Linked DNA regions of Anas platyrhynchos: region 2 is linked to region 1. A link is a contact called in public Hi-C data. All regions are on one chromosome and are shown on one strand. Each heading gives the region's core, a stretch centred on a gene start, on an enhancer-like site or on the middle of the called end of the contact. The rest is flanking DNA. Distances are from core to core; before and after follow the strand shown.

Region 1 (6,637 bases), core at 2,167-4,666:
TTCTGATCCGAAAAGTGCTTTTCCGTGCTCTCAGGGCCCCCAGGTAGGAGCACGGTGAGCCCTGCACCCTGCTGTGGCCGGGGAGATGCCTCTGCTGCACCGCAGCTCGGGGCTGAGCGCAGCAGCGCGGAGGAGAAGGAAGCAGCGCTGCTGGTGCGGGTGCACATGCGTCGGGGTGGGCAGGCGTCCTGCGATGGATACAGTTCCTTCGTTTGGCACAAAAGCAGTCAGGCACACCGGTAGGTGCCAGGGTACAGGTGCTTTACCAGCCCATACTACCTTTGCAGCAGGTCGATTCACAGCCATGCAGCTTTTACACATTGCTAAGGGCAAAAAAAAAAGAACTAAACTCAAGTGGGCTCACTGCAGGAGCCCATGAGCTGCAGCTGCTTCCTCCCTGTTTCTTTTTCAGACCGTCCTTTGTGAAGCACATTTTAATTCAGAGTTTAACCTTTCAAATAGTTTCAGCTGCACTTGGGGGAAGAGAAAAAAAAAAAAAAGCAGCAGCACTTATTAATTCATTGCTGCCCCCTGTCAGGCAGAGATAACCTTGCAGCACAGCAGCAGAACATGACATTTGGACACTTAATCCTCTTAAGAACCCTTTGGTGTAAATTGGGATGGAGAAACATTAACCACCTCACGCGTGCCAGCAGGGCTGGAGCAGCATATACGTGGAAGCAAAAGCAGTGTTTTTCAGGGAGCAAGCAGGCGTAACTGATAATGAAGAAGAGCATTTCCACCGATGGGTGTTTCTGCAGAAACCTTCCAAGAATTGTTTGTAGACTGATAAACAGCCCGGGCAGAGCTCTCCTTGCTCTGCTGCCTGAGCTCGGAGGGCAAGATCTAACGGCCCCAGACACTGAGAGCCCATTCAGACTACAGGGGCCTGAAGGATGCTCACCCATACAACCCTGCCTTGTCTCCTCATCAAAACTGACACATCACCGCAAAATATTTGATGCTTTCCAGCCAGCTGCTTCCCTCTGTTCTGTGGCTTCACAACATAAAACTCGCATCTGCTGTGTACACTGGATTTTGTCACCTGGATGTTCCTGGTTTTCAACCATTATTTGGTCTGAGATGGTTTTCAAGAACCAAAAAGGCACCCCCACTGGGAGCAGGGCTTGCTTTGCAGCCGTCTCCCTCTGCAGCAGGTTTTCAGGCTAGCCAGGAGGAAATGCCAGGACAGAGGGGGATTTGCTGAAGGACACCAAGTCCCCAGCTCACCCAGGATTACATCCCATCCCCAGCACCTCCCTGGCGTCCTGTCCTTTAAGCATGAGAAAAGAAACACTGCTGTTACTGAGAGGACTCTGTGCGGAGCCACAAAGGCACTTCCCCTGGGCAAGCCCACGCTTTGACCTTCAGAAACAGAGGGGCAGGAGCTGAATGCAAGTGATGGACAGCTCCAAACCCTGCTCAGACAGGTCTAAACTCTGCTTGGACAGGTCCAAACCCTGCTCGCACCATTTTGGGGCTGCCATGAAGCATCACAGCAGGAGAGCAGGCAGTGGGCACCCTCCCACCCCTCCCAGTGCCAGCAGCTCCGAGACACGCTCACCTTTCCAGTTCCTGACATTGTCCAGGCTGGACAGGGAGATCCTCCTGGGCACCAGCGCCACTGGAGCCCGGCAGGTCCCCGCGTGGCCGTTCTGCAGCACCCTGCCGCCCGCCTCGTCCCCTCGCCTGTCCAAGAAGTGGGTGGGCTTGGGGGGCCGCGGGGGGGGCGTGTTGGAGAGCACATCCAGCTGGCTCACGCCGTAGGGCAGCGCGCTTTGGCTCTGCTCAGTCTGAAAGGTTGGCGTCAGCGGCGTCCCCAGCAGTGGAGAGGAGGAGGAAAAGTCACTGGGTGTCCCGCTCACGTCGGCGCTCCTGGGCACGGTGCCGGGGTTTGCCAGCGGGGCCGCGTCCTGGTGCACGGCACCGCAGGGCTGCACGAGGTACAGCGAGGGCTGGGACTGCAGTGAGTCGACAAACACGTCATCCGATGAGGTCTGCTCCAGGGATCTGTCCGAGTTGGACCAGCTGTCACACCTGCACGGGGCAGAGAGCAGGGCTGCTGCTTGCCTCTTCTCCTGCCTGCAGCCGGGTAAGTGTGCAGGGCTGGGGGGGTAAAACCTGCTGGGAGCGGCTCCATGGGCCGCTTTGCACTCCCAGCTTGGAAAATGCCCACTGACCGCTTTGTGGTTTCCTTTCTGCTGGCACTTGGCCCTGCACACCCTCAGGGCACTGTCCAGGCCCTGTCCTCACCCCCAGGGCAGCGTGGCCAGCAGCGATGCTCCTTCACCAGCCCAGGGCTTCCAGCCCTGTAAGGCTGAGCCCTCCGCGTGAGGAGTCCTCGCACCACCACGCCTCAAATTTCAACCTCCATGCTGCAGCGTTTGCTACAACCCCTACTTCCCTGTCTGGTTACCAGGCAAGTGGAGAAGTGGCTCCCAAAGCTGCGTGCTCGCCAAGCAAGGCATCTGTTGTGCTGCAGGAACCCAAGTTAAAAACCAGGGGGACTTTCAGAGAAGGAAGGGGAGGAGCACAAGCACTGTCCTGCTGAGGCTTCACCCATTCTTTCCTCCCGAGTGACAGCGTGTGACAAAAAGCACAGTCTGAGCCCAGATCTGTCCCCTCCCTGTGGCCATGGAGGGGCCCCCGAGCTGAGCATGAGGCACTTTGAGCACCTGGGGCAGCAGCAGGCGGAAAGAGCACCTGGAGGGAGACTGCACGGGCCAGGACTGACAGCTGATGCTTGACCGCTCACCTCCTCTACAGAAAGCCCCCTGAGAAATGGCTTTCTGAGGGTCCCATCGGGCTCAGGAGCTGCAAGACTCCAGGACCAGTTTGCCCCAGCTTCCCAGGGGCACGCCGGGGTGGCTGCAGCCCGAGGTGTGCGGTGGAGCCCGGAGTTACCTGGTGTGGCTGAGCTTGCCCGACTCGCAGTTGGAGAGGAAGAGGTAGTCGGGGAGGAAGACCGACTCCGACTCGCTGGGGGTCTCCTCTGTGGCAGAAGCGTCGGCAGCGGCCTGCTCGACCGAGAAGGAGGGGTCGGCGATGCGGGAGGCGTGGGTGGAGGCGGCTGGCGAGGGCTGCGGGGACGAGGTGGTGTGGGACAGGCTCTCCACCGAACCTGCAGGGAGAAGCGACGGCCCCAGCTGAGCCACAGCGGGGCGAGGCGAGGACGCGTCGCGGGAGCAGGGCTGTGCAGGCTGGGCCCTGTCCCACAGGGTGAGATGCGAGGGCCCCAGCAGGCCGAGCCAGCCCTCAGTGCCTGCCCTGTGCTGGCTGCCGTGGTCACCCCTCAGCCCCGGGGCGTATGGGGAGGGCCCCACCAGCGAGGAACCCACCCCTCTGGTGACACTACACCTCCACATCAGCCCCGGCAGGCTTCCCCCCGGCTCCTTCCCCCTCTGAGCCAAAAGAAGCAGGAAAAAAGCCGAATTCTTCCTCGCCCTACCCCGTGGCTTGCCCCTTTCAAGCAGGGGGAGCCATCTCCTTCCTTCTCTACCAGCTGTTTCCTCCTGATAGCTCGGATTTGCAGTACTGCAGCAAACCCCAGGTTGCAGAGCACTCGCACGCGTGCTTCAACTCGAGCTTATTCAGCAAAGCGTTTGCTTAATTTTCAGCAGGTGCCTGGAGCAGCAGGACTGCAGCGGCCCTCTTTGCCCCGGTGATCATCTGAAGGGAACAGCTTTTCCAGGCTTTCATGCTCGTGAAGCAGGGCTGACGGCTGAAGCCTTCCCAGCTGAAAAATAACTTCTCTTTTCCATCCTGCTGGCTCAGGCACTGGCTCAGCCTGCAGAGCCTGGACTCAGAGCTGGCTTGCAAGCTGAGGGGGATCAAATATGCACCAGGCTAACTCCACAGAGACCTCAGCGAGCATGTGAACATCGCCATCTGACCACGTATTTAAAGAAATAACAAAACCAACACAGTGCACAAGAAAAATAAATGACATTGTGGATTACTAGCACAGAGACTGAACAGGCCTGAGCTCCATCTGCTACTCGCAGGGTTTAGCCTCAGATTATCCCATCAGGAAGGGCTGCGGGCTGCACAACACATGGCAGGTCTGCACCATCCCTGTCCCTGCCGCTCGCCGTGGCTGCCCTTCTTTAGCCTTTGTGGACGTGGCTACCCAGAGCCAGCTCCTGGCCCCCCATCCCCGTCCCTGCCAGCTCTGCTGGGAACCGCATCAGCGTGCATTAAAGTCGTGCTGCGGCGGCAGCTGGGGAGAATGAATTATGCATGGCCATTTTCAAGGGAGAGCAGGCAGAGAATAGGTTCGGTGCCTCTCCCGCTCTGTCCTCCCGTTTGCCAGCAAGGCTGAGCACAGCTCTTCGGCTGGCAAAATAGCTGTTTTGGTGGGTACTAACCCCAAAATCTCTGCCCTGCACTGACGGGAAGACTCACCATGGAGGATGCCCCATCAACTTTCCCTGTCAATGTAGGTCTTGGAAAACCAGACGGCTTCTCCCTCCTGCTACAGACCCCAGCTCCAAAACTGTCCTTGTGCAATGGCACAATGGGTGAAAGCGGGGGTCCCTGCCTGCAGCTCCCCCCTACCACACCGGGCTGCAGGGAGGTGGAGATGCTGCCAGAGGCTGACATGAAAGAGCAGCCTTGAGGAGCGCAGGGAGGGATTTCCTCCCGAGGAGGGCTGGGAGGAGCCCTCACACTTCCCCTGACTCCCACACATGGGCCGGGCGCTGCCACCAGCAGGCCTGCTGCTCTGTGGGAGCTCAGCGGGGACACAAAGGGGATGCCCCGAGGGGAAGCATCCCTGTGGGGACAGCGGGGTTCCTGCAGGAACGGGGCTCCTGGCTCCCCGCGTCCCAGTGCGCTGCCCTGGCTGCCAGAGGTGTCCTCAGGGGGGCTGCAGCGAGCTCCCAGGGCGTCAAACCACTTCTCAGCAAGGTTTAAAAAGAAAAAAACATGCATTAAAAGCAGCAAAGAAACCATCAGAAAGGAGCAGGAAGGGAGAAAGTCCCAGCATGGGTGCGAGCAGGAGTGACTGGAGCTGTGGGGAAGTGAGGGAGAGGTGGATGGAGTGCAGGAGCAGAAGGCTCCTGTCCAGCCTCCCGCAGCCAGGAGGGACCACGGGTGACTGGTTGCTTCAGGTGACGGCGGTGACATCCTGGGTGTCAGGCTCCATCGTGCTGGGGGAGAAGGTGGAGGTACAGGGGGGTGATGGAGACTGGCGGGGATCAGTAGGGGCTGCATGGGGAGGAAGCAAGGCATTTACACGGGGTGCAGAGCGATACCTGGAAGAGCCCAAGAGGGAGCCCAAGAGGGAACCTCTTCCTCCCCCAGCAGCTCCCGTGCCTTCAGCACGGCCACGGGCACGGTTCCTTGTGGCAGCCGAGTGCCATGGGGCGAGGGTGGCCGGTGGCTGGTGGCCAGCCCGCCCCGCCTGCCGCCTGCCCAGGTGCTTCCTGACATCTGCTGGAGCTCGCGCTTCCCCTCCACCGGCCGGCTGGCCCCTCCTGTTGACTAAAACGTTGGCCTGACGGGGCCAGCTCTGAGCTGCCTAAACGTCGAACCCGAGGCCTCTGGTGAGGAGGAGCCAGCTGGGAGCTCAGCTTCGTCGTGGCTGTCAGGGGCTGAGCCACGGCGCAGAGCTGCGACCGCGCCGTCTGTGCCCACAGAGCATTAGATCGGGGGTTCACTGGTTCGGGGTTTGGCCTCAAAGCTACCGTGAATTCTCGGAGAGATGCCAGGACTGTAAGTGACTGATTTCCCACTGTAGTATTGGCTGTGAGAGTCACCTCAATGCGGAGCAGCTCGGTAAGGTTTCCTGCTCTGCATGTGCCCTCCTTGCAGTGATTCATTGCAGGGACCGTGCCTTGTAGCGGTAGCGTTCACGTTAAAAAAGCGTGCTGCATTTAATAGGGCTTTTCTTAAGCTAATTTTTAGGAGTAATTTGTTTAAACCTCCAACCTCTTGGGGGATTTCTGTGCTCCCAGAAAGCTGAAGCAATTTATCAGTATTTGAAACGTGCCGTGCAAGCTGTGCAACTGTGCAGGCTGAAATCAGAGGGCAGGAACAGAAGCTGAACATGCCCTGCAGCCTGAGCCAAATCCACACCAGACCCGACCACACTGGCAGGAGCTGCGGGCTAAATAGGAGGTGTTATTTGCCAGGAGAGATGTAGCAAGTGCATGGCTGGAAGCTCAGCTTACACTGCCCGCGATGCAGACTGCCGGCTCAGCTGCCGGACTTTACACTGAACCAAGACAAATGCTCTGCACTGCAGGGGATATTTGCCTTGAGGAACAGAGCAGAAAGCTGGGATGTCAGCTCTTCAGCCCGCCACAGCAAGAGCTGTCACTTCTCATCCATCAGCATCTACACTGGTGGTCTTGGCTGGGAAACACCCGTGGGATTCTGCCAGTGCTGCCCACATACAAGCCACGCTACACTCGAGCAGTACAACAGAGGTTTCTAGTAATAATGCATCTTTCCTGGGGACTGCCTTGGCTCCTCTGCCTCAGATCACACCTCCTTGGGCACGTCCTCAATGCAGTGCCAGAAGCCTACATGTAGATTGGAAAGACAAAGAAATACATTTGGTTCTTTGTCTTGCGAGGGAAGACTTAGCTGACAGGCTGATTGGTAAAGCTGCATCCAATGCAGCACCGCAGCG
Region 2 (6,041 bases), core at 1,542-4,041, 51 kb after region 1:
ACAGCTTTACACAACTACTAACTCCCAGCCTCCCAACCACAGAAAGAAAGAAAAAAAAAAAAAACAAACAAAAAAAGGAGAAATTCTGTGAAATTTTGCAAATTATGTTAGAAAAGATATCATGTAAGTCTAAGAAGAAAGAATATATAAATACAAAAAGCACTTGTGTACATTTTAAATAATTAATGAGATTATCACTTGAAAATACTGTTGTATGACTAAGTGATTTTTCAAACAATGGCCTCTGGACCCTCAGGAGTACACAACATAACCTATGAGAAGTAACCAGGCACATCTACGCGAAGTGCCAAATGCAAATGTCAAGCATGCAAGCAAAAAAACATCCAAAGGGGATCTTTCATGAAAGCAGCAGCTTGACTGTTTTGTACAGCATGTAATATTCCTGTGAATTGCAAGTAAAAAGCAAGCTGTGAGAAACACTTAAGAGTGTTTTGTATAAACAGAAGCTACAAGCATTTGAAACTGCAGTAGGAAAGCCAGATATTAAAAAACAGTTAGTAGGCTATTTTCTGCAAAGTCTAAGAACAAATGCATCAGCGACTGGAATTTTCCCACCTTAAAGACCTTTTGCATAGCTGATGTTAAGCTTCATTTTCTAGAGAGCCCTGCTTGGAAAAGCTATTTGGGTTACTCTCTAAAAACCAGTCATGTCACTCGTCTCAATTGTGCTAAGAAAAATGCACTTCCCCAAGCCTTTATAAACTAATCAGATGGAAGGGCAACTGCAGGTGCTGTGGGCCTTGTCCTGTTGCAAACTATGCAACAGGGGCAGATGGCTATAGGGTGCTAAGTAATTTGGAAGAGCATTGTTTTGTGGCATACAACTAAACAAAAACATCATATGATGGGAGAGAAATTGGCTGATGGGCAGGGCTCAAAGGGTTGTGGCAAATGAGGACACATCTGGCTGGTGGATGGTCACTAGTGGGGTCCCTCAAGGCTCCATTTTAGGGCCAGTCCTCTTCAATGTCTCTATAAATGATTTGGATGTAGGACTAGAAGGTGTTCTGAGCAAATTTGCCAACGACACTAAACTTGGAGGAACTGTGGACTCGGATGAGGGTGGAAAGGCCTTGCAGAGAGATCTAGACAGATTGGAGAGCTGGGCGATCACCAACCGCATGAAGTTTAACAAAGGCAAGTGCCGGGTCCTGCACCTGGGATGGGGCAATCCTGGCTATATGTACAGACTGGGCAATGAGACGCTGGAGAGCAGCCCTACAGAGAGGGATCTGGGGATTGTGGTTGACAGCAAGTTGAATATGAGCCAGCAGTGTGCCCTGGCAGCCAGGAGGGCCAACCGTGTCCTGGGGTGCACCAAGCACGGCATTGCTAGTCGGTCGAGGGAGGTGATTGTCCTGCTCTGCTCTGCGCTGGTCCGGCCTCGCCTACAGTGCTGTGTGCAGTTCAAGAAGGACATGAAACTGTTGGAGAGTGTCCAGAGGAGGGCGACAAACATGGTGAAGGGTCTAGAGGGGAAGATGTACGAGGAGCGGCTGAGGGCACTGGGCCTGTTCAGCCTGGAGAAGAGGAGGCTGAGGGGGGACCTCATCGCAGTCTACAACTTCCTCACGAGGGGTAGTGGAGAGGCAGGTGACCTATTCTCTGTAAACACCAGTGATAGGACCCGCGGGAATGGTGTTAAGCTGAGGCAGGGGAAGTTTTGGCTGGACATCAGGAAGAGGTTCTTCACTGAGAGGGTGGTCGCACAGTGGAACAGGCTGCCCAGGGAAGCAGTCACTGCACCAAGCCTGTCTGAATTTAAAAAGCGATTGGACTGTGCATTTCATCACATGGCCTAAACTTTTGGGTAGACCTGTGCAGTGCCTGGAGTTGGGCTTGATGATCCTTATGGGTCCCTTCCAACTCGGGATATTCTATGATTCTATGTCTCACAACAGGGAGAATGAGAGTTTGGGGCTTAAATTTTGTATGCAGGACCATCTCTTAGGTGAGATGCTCCATTTCAGAATAATCAGGCAGTCGTGGGATCAGTTCAGAACTTCAGAGCAATGCTTCACAAATTGTACCTTTGATTGGAATCAAGGTATATATAGAAGAGACACTGCTGAGGTCTGTCTAAACACAGGGCATGAGCCACACAGCCCGTTTGTTCAGCTCAGTTGTTGATTTATGCAGGAAGATCTTGATGAGCTGCTGGGTTTGTTACTAGAAGGAGAAAACAATTACGCCTCACTCTGCCTACAGGGCTGGGGTTTGATCTTTCTGTGGACAAAAAGCTTGCAGTATTGCCTTTGTGAGTAGTCATTGGGTAAAACACCCCATTTGAAGCTTTTTTTTTTTTTTTTCTTCTTTTTTCTTTTTTTTTTTTTTTTTTTTCTGCGTGACATCCCAAGGGCTGTTTTGGGTTTCCTTGGGGTTCAGCAGCCGGCAATCTAGACAGACACACTGCGTGAGGAGCCGCCCGGAGCTGCTCTGTTAGTGCCACTTCCAGCAGCAGACGCACACAGTGCTGAGCGAGGCAGGCCCCCAGGAAACACACATCTTTATTCTCCCAACCCACACCGGCCACAGGGCCCGCACTTTGGGACGTGCATTAGCCCTGAAGACACGAAGAGGCGGCTGTCCTCCTGGGGCACGGCCTGGGCCACCCCTTATCGCACCCCTGCCGCCCCCACAGGGCCCCAGCACTGAGGCAGAGCCTCGGGCAGGAGCCCCGAGCCCCGCAGCCAGGACCCGCCGTGCCCAGCCCGGGGCCCCCCACCGAGCCCCGGGGACCCCCCGGCGGCCCCGGCCCCTCTCACGGAAGCCTCGCGAGGCCTGCGCGGGGCGGAGCCGCCGCGTTTTGGGGGCGGAGGGGCCGCGACAAAATGGACCCCGGCCCCGGCAGCCCTGGAGCTCCTGCGGCCGCCCGCTCGGACGGCGAGGTGCCCTCCACCTCCGGCGCGCAGGAGCCCGGCTCCGAGGAGGTACCGCTGCGGGGTCGGGGGCAGCCCCGGGCGGCGGTAGGGCCGCTCCCCTCGGCGCCGCTCCGCGGGCTGAGCCCCTCGGCAGGGCGAGGGCGGCCGCCGGCCTCCTCCCGGTCCCGTTTCGTGTTTATTTTTTTGGCGAAGGGTCGCGGCGGGGCCCCCGGTGAGGTGCCGGGGGTCGCGGTCGGGTGTCCTTGGAAGCGCGGCTGGGGCCGGGGGCTGGGGGCTGCGGAGCCGCCGGCGGGGCGGGCTCGGGGCCCGGATTGCAGCTGGGGGGAGGCACCGCCTGCCCCAGGGGTGCCAAATGCTGTACTCCCTTATATTCCCTTACCCTGGTGCAAGAAGGGCCGTGAAATATGCTGTAGCAATGTTAATGGGAGGGAAAAGTTTAAGGGTTTCTATGCCAGCTTATTCTGCAAGATCTTATCTTAACTGATACAGAATGAGTGTTAAATGTTTAGAGGCTCTCCATAAATCACTTGGAAGCAGTTAATGGTTCAGAATATTACCAATGCTGTGCTACTGTGCCATGCTGATCATCGTGTTTCTTAAGGGAAAGTATTGGTGAGTGCTCGGGGTCCTTACTGAGGCCGTGGAATTCTGCCACAGCCGCTGGGTGCTACAGGGTTAGGAACCGGCACGGTGACGGTGCTGATGTGCAGCCTCTGGAGCTCCTCGCCCCTTTCACTGTGTTACATCCCTGCTGGGAGCCGGGAGCTCCGCTTGGGCTGGTTGGCAGAGGTTTCCAGGTGAAGTATTTTGGACCCTTGAAGCAGCCGAGGCCTGATACTTTGGAAGCTGTTGCACGGTCCTGTCTGTTGTGAGGATTTAAATTGCACCACTTCTCAGGGGGCCTCTTATTTCTACTTCTCTGCAGTCAAAGCAGGCTGTTACTAGCCAGCTCCATGAACAAAATAAGTTAAAAGCAAAAGTCCCCTTTTACTGCTTTAATTGTTTGCAGCGAGGATTCTGCTGGTCTTCCTATTTCCTGTTAAATCAGCCCTTTAAGCAACGAAGATGCGTTCTGTAGTTTTTAGGGTAAAACTCCCATGAACTTGATAAAATATTCTGTGATTCTGGGTTATGTTAGGTACATGATATTGTTGGTAGTAAAAGAGGTGGTGTTGTTCATACCAGAATTTAAGAATTGGCAAGGTCTAGGTTTTAATAACTCAGAATATTACCCAGAAGCAAGTTCACAGATAATGCTTGTTCCTACTATGTGTTCAGCTCCACCAGCATGGAGTAACTTATGAGTAAAAAATAGTGTTTTAATTAAAGTACAACATGCTTTTCCCTTGTAAACTTTCAGGAAGAGAAAGGATGCATGTGTCTTACATTCTTTTCATCAGTTTTTGGTAGTCTCCTATTCGTGTTTTTTTTTTTTTTTTTTTTTTTTTTCTCCTGATGTTTTGGGGCCATCAGTGTTCCACAGCTCAGTGCAGTGAGGGGAGCAGGGACACAGATACAGATGTGTTTTATACTGAGAGTCAAGGTGTAGGACCTGAAACACTGTAGCTGCAGTAACTTTTAATGTCAGTTTGTTTACTTGTTTAACTCAGGAAATGTGTTGTTCACAAATATACAAATCAAATTTGTTTGGTGTGCTACCATGAAGTTTCCTTCTGGGGAAATGTAACAGCAGAACCCCTGTTGGAGCCATCTGCCCTAGGACTTAGTGAGATAAGTTACATCTTACTTGAGCAACTTGTTGCAGCCAGAAGGGATTTGTAGCCACCGAACTGTTTGGCTTTGTCCCAGAGGCATGGCTGTTAGCATTTAGTTACCTGTATGCTTGAAAAAGTTGTGAGTGACTTACTGTAGGAAATCTTAGTTGCTGCCTGCTTTTGACACAATCATTTGACCTTGTAAAATTGAACTGGGGCTTTTAGAAAATCATTAAACCATCAAACAGCTTTGTTATGCACTTACTGCTGTTCATCTTTGCTGAGACTTAGGTCTTCAGGCCAAAACTTAAAAGGTATTTTAGAGCTTTAGAAAACATCCCTCCTATTTGTATCCTTCTGCCTTGTCTTAAAGAGTAAGTTGGCATATATATTTATCAGTAACGGTTCTGGAGTTGAAGTAGAATGCTGCTTTACAAGCTGTTATGTATTTAGTACTGTTTTGGTCTGTTCTTGCTACCTGACCCTGTATAGTTTATTTCATTTTGTTGTGTTTATAGTGGGCTGATGCTTAAGGTGCCTGCCGACCTCTGATTCTGCTTTTATGCAGGCGTGCACTTGGCCTGTTCCTTTCAGATTGTTAAGTATGTTTCAAAAACACTTTGCTTGCATCTTTTAGTACCTCTCAACAATGGAAGTATTTAATAATTTTTACTTGAAGATGTGTAGAAAGGCATACTTCAAGGCTGAATTGGGTGGTGGTAGGGAAAGCAACTGCACAAAACATTTTTTCCTATGATACTTTTTTTAGAAATGATACTGTGCCAGCATTATGACTTCTGCTAGGTGTCTTTTTTTTTTTGTAAAGCAAGTAGTAATTGAATTTGTAGAAACATGCTTTGAGTTTTTCGGCTGAGAATAACCTCTCCATGAAAAACTAAGCTTGGCTCTTTTTTAGTGCTTTCCTTCAGTTCTTCCACCTTGGATCCTATTTCCAGAAATAAACATGAGAATGAGACTCACCTCCTATTTACATTTTATCTGGTCATTCTTCAGTTACATCATAGATAACTGGTTCTCTTTTGGGTGAAGTAATGTGACTAGTGCAGTCACTCCCTGTTGAAATCATCACCTTTTTAAAAATCTGATATTTATGCGTTCTTAAAATAAATAAATAAAAATAACACTGATATTTAATAGTGTTTACAATTTGAATTTCAGAAAAATGATCCTCCATTTCAACTCAAGCCTCCTCCAAAGGCGGCTAGGCCTGAAAAAGAAATTGATCCAGAATATGAAGAGAAGATGGTAAGTGTTCTCACAACAAAGCATACTGCAGCTTTTTTGACACTTGTTTGCTTGAATTAGGTCAATAAAATTGGAAGTAACAAAAAATTACTGCAGGCAGGGTGTGTCAGAAAAGGAAAACAAATGGATGTGTTGGGTGTATGGGGTAAGGCTTTGG

What was found. A called contact is a pair of places that touch in the nucleus more often than the background predicts.
Region 2: a contact with region 1 is called in a Hi-C map of subcutaneous adipose tissue, with 2.9 times the contacts expected there. The contact joins the promoter of LOC101800953 here to the enhancer-like site in region 1. A contact is called at or near these places in 3 of 8 Hi-C or Micro-C datasets (liver, skeletal muscle and subcutaneous adipose tissue).

Annotation. Positions count from the first base shown.
Region 1 is chr10:783,780-790,416 of IASCAAS_PekinDuck_T2T, forward strand. It overlaps GAB3 (GRB2 associated binding protein 3), which reads right to left. Exons shown (of 10, transcript XM_027465553.3): 3 at 2,905-3,121; 4 at 1,565-2,037. Among named protein-coding and RNA genes, the nearest start is that of VBP1, 27 kb to the left of the region's middle. Within about 2 kb of position 3,417, at least 1 of the 8 cell types and tissues checked has an H3K27ac peak or open chromatin away from gene starts, as enhancers often do. A contact at or near this core is called in subcutaneous adipose tissue, where this site is marked.
Region 2 is chr10:835,769-841,809 of IASCAAS_PekinDuck_T2T, forward strand. It overlaps LOC101800953 (SNF2 related chromatin remodeling ATPase 1), which reads left to right and starts at 2,792. Exons shown (of 24, transcript XM_027465539.3): 1 at 2,792-2,951; 2 at 5,798-5,884. The coding sequence starts at 2,853.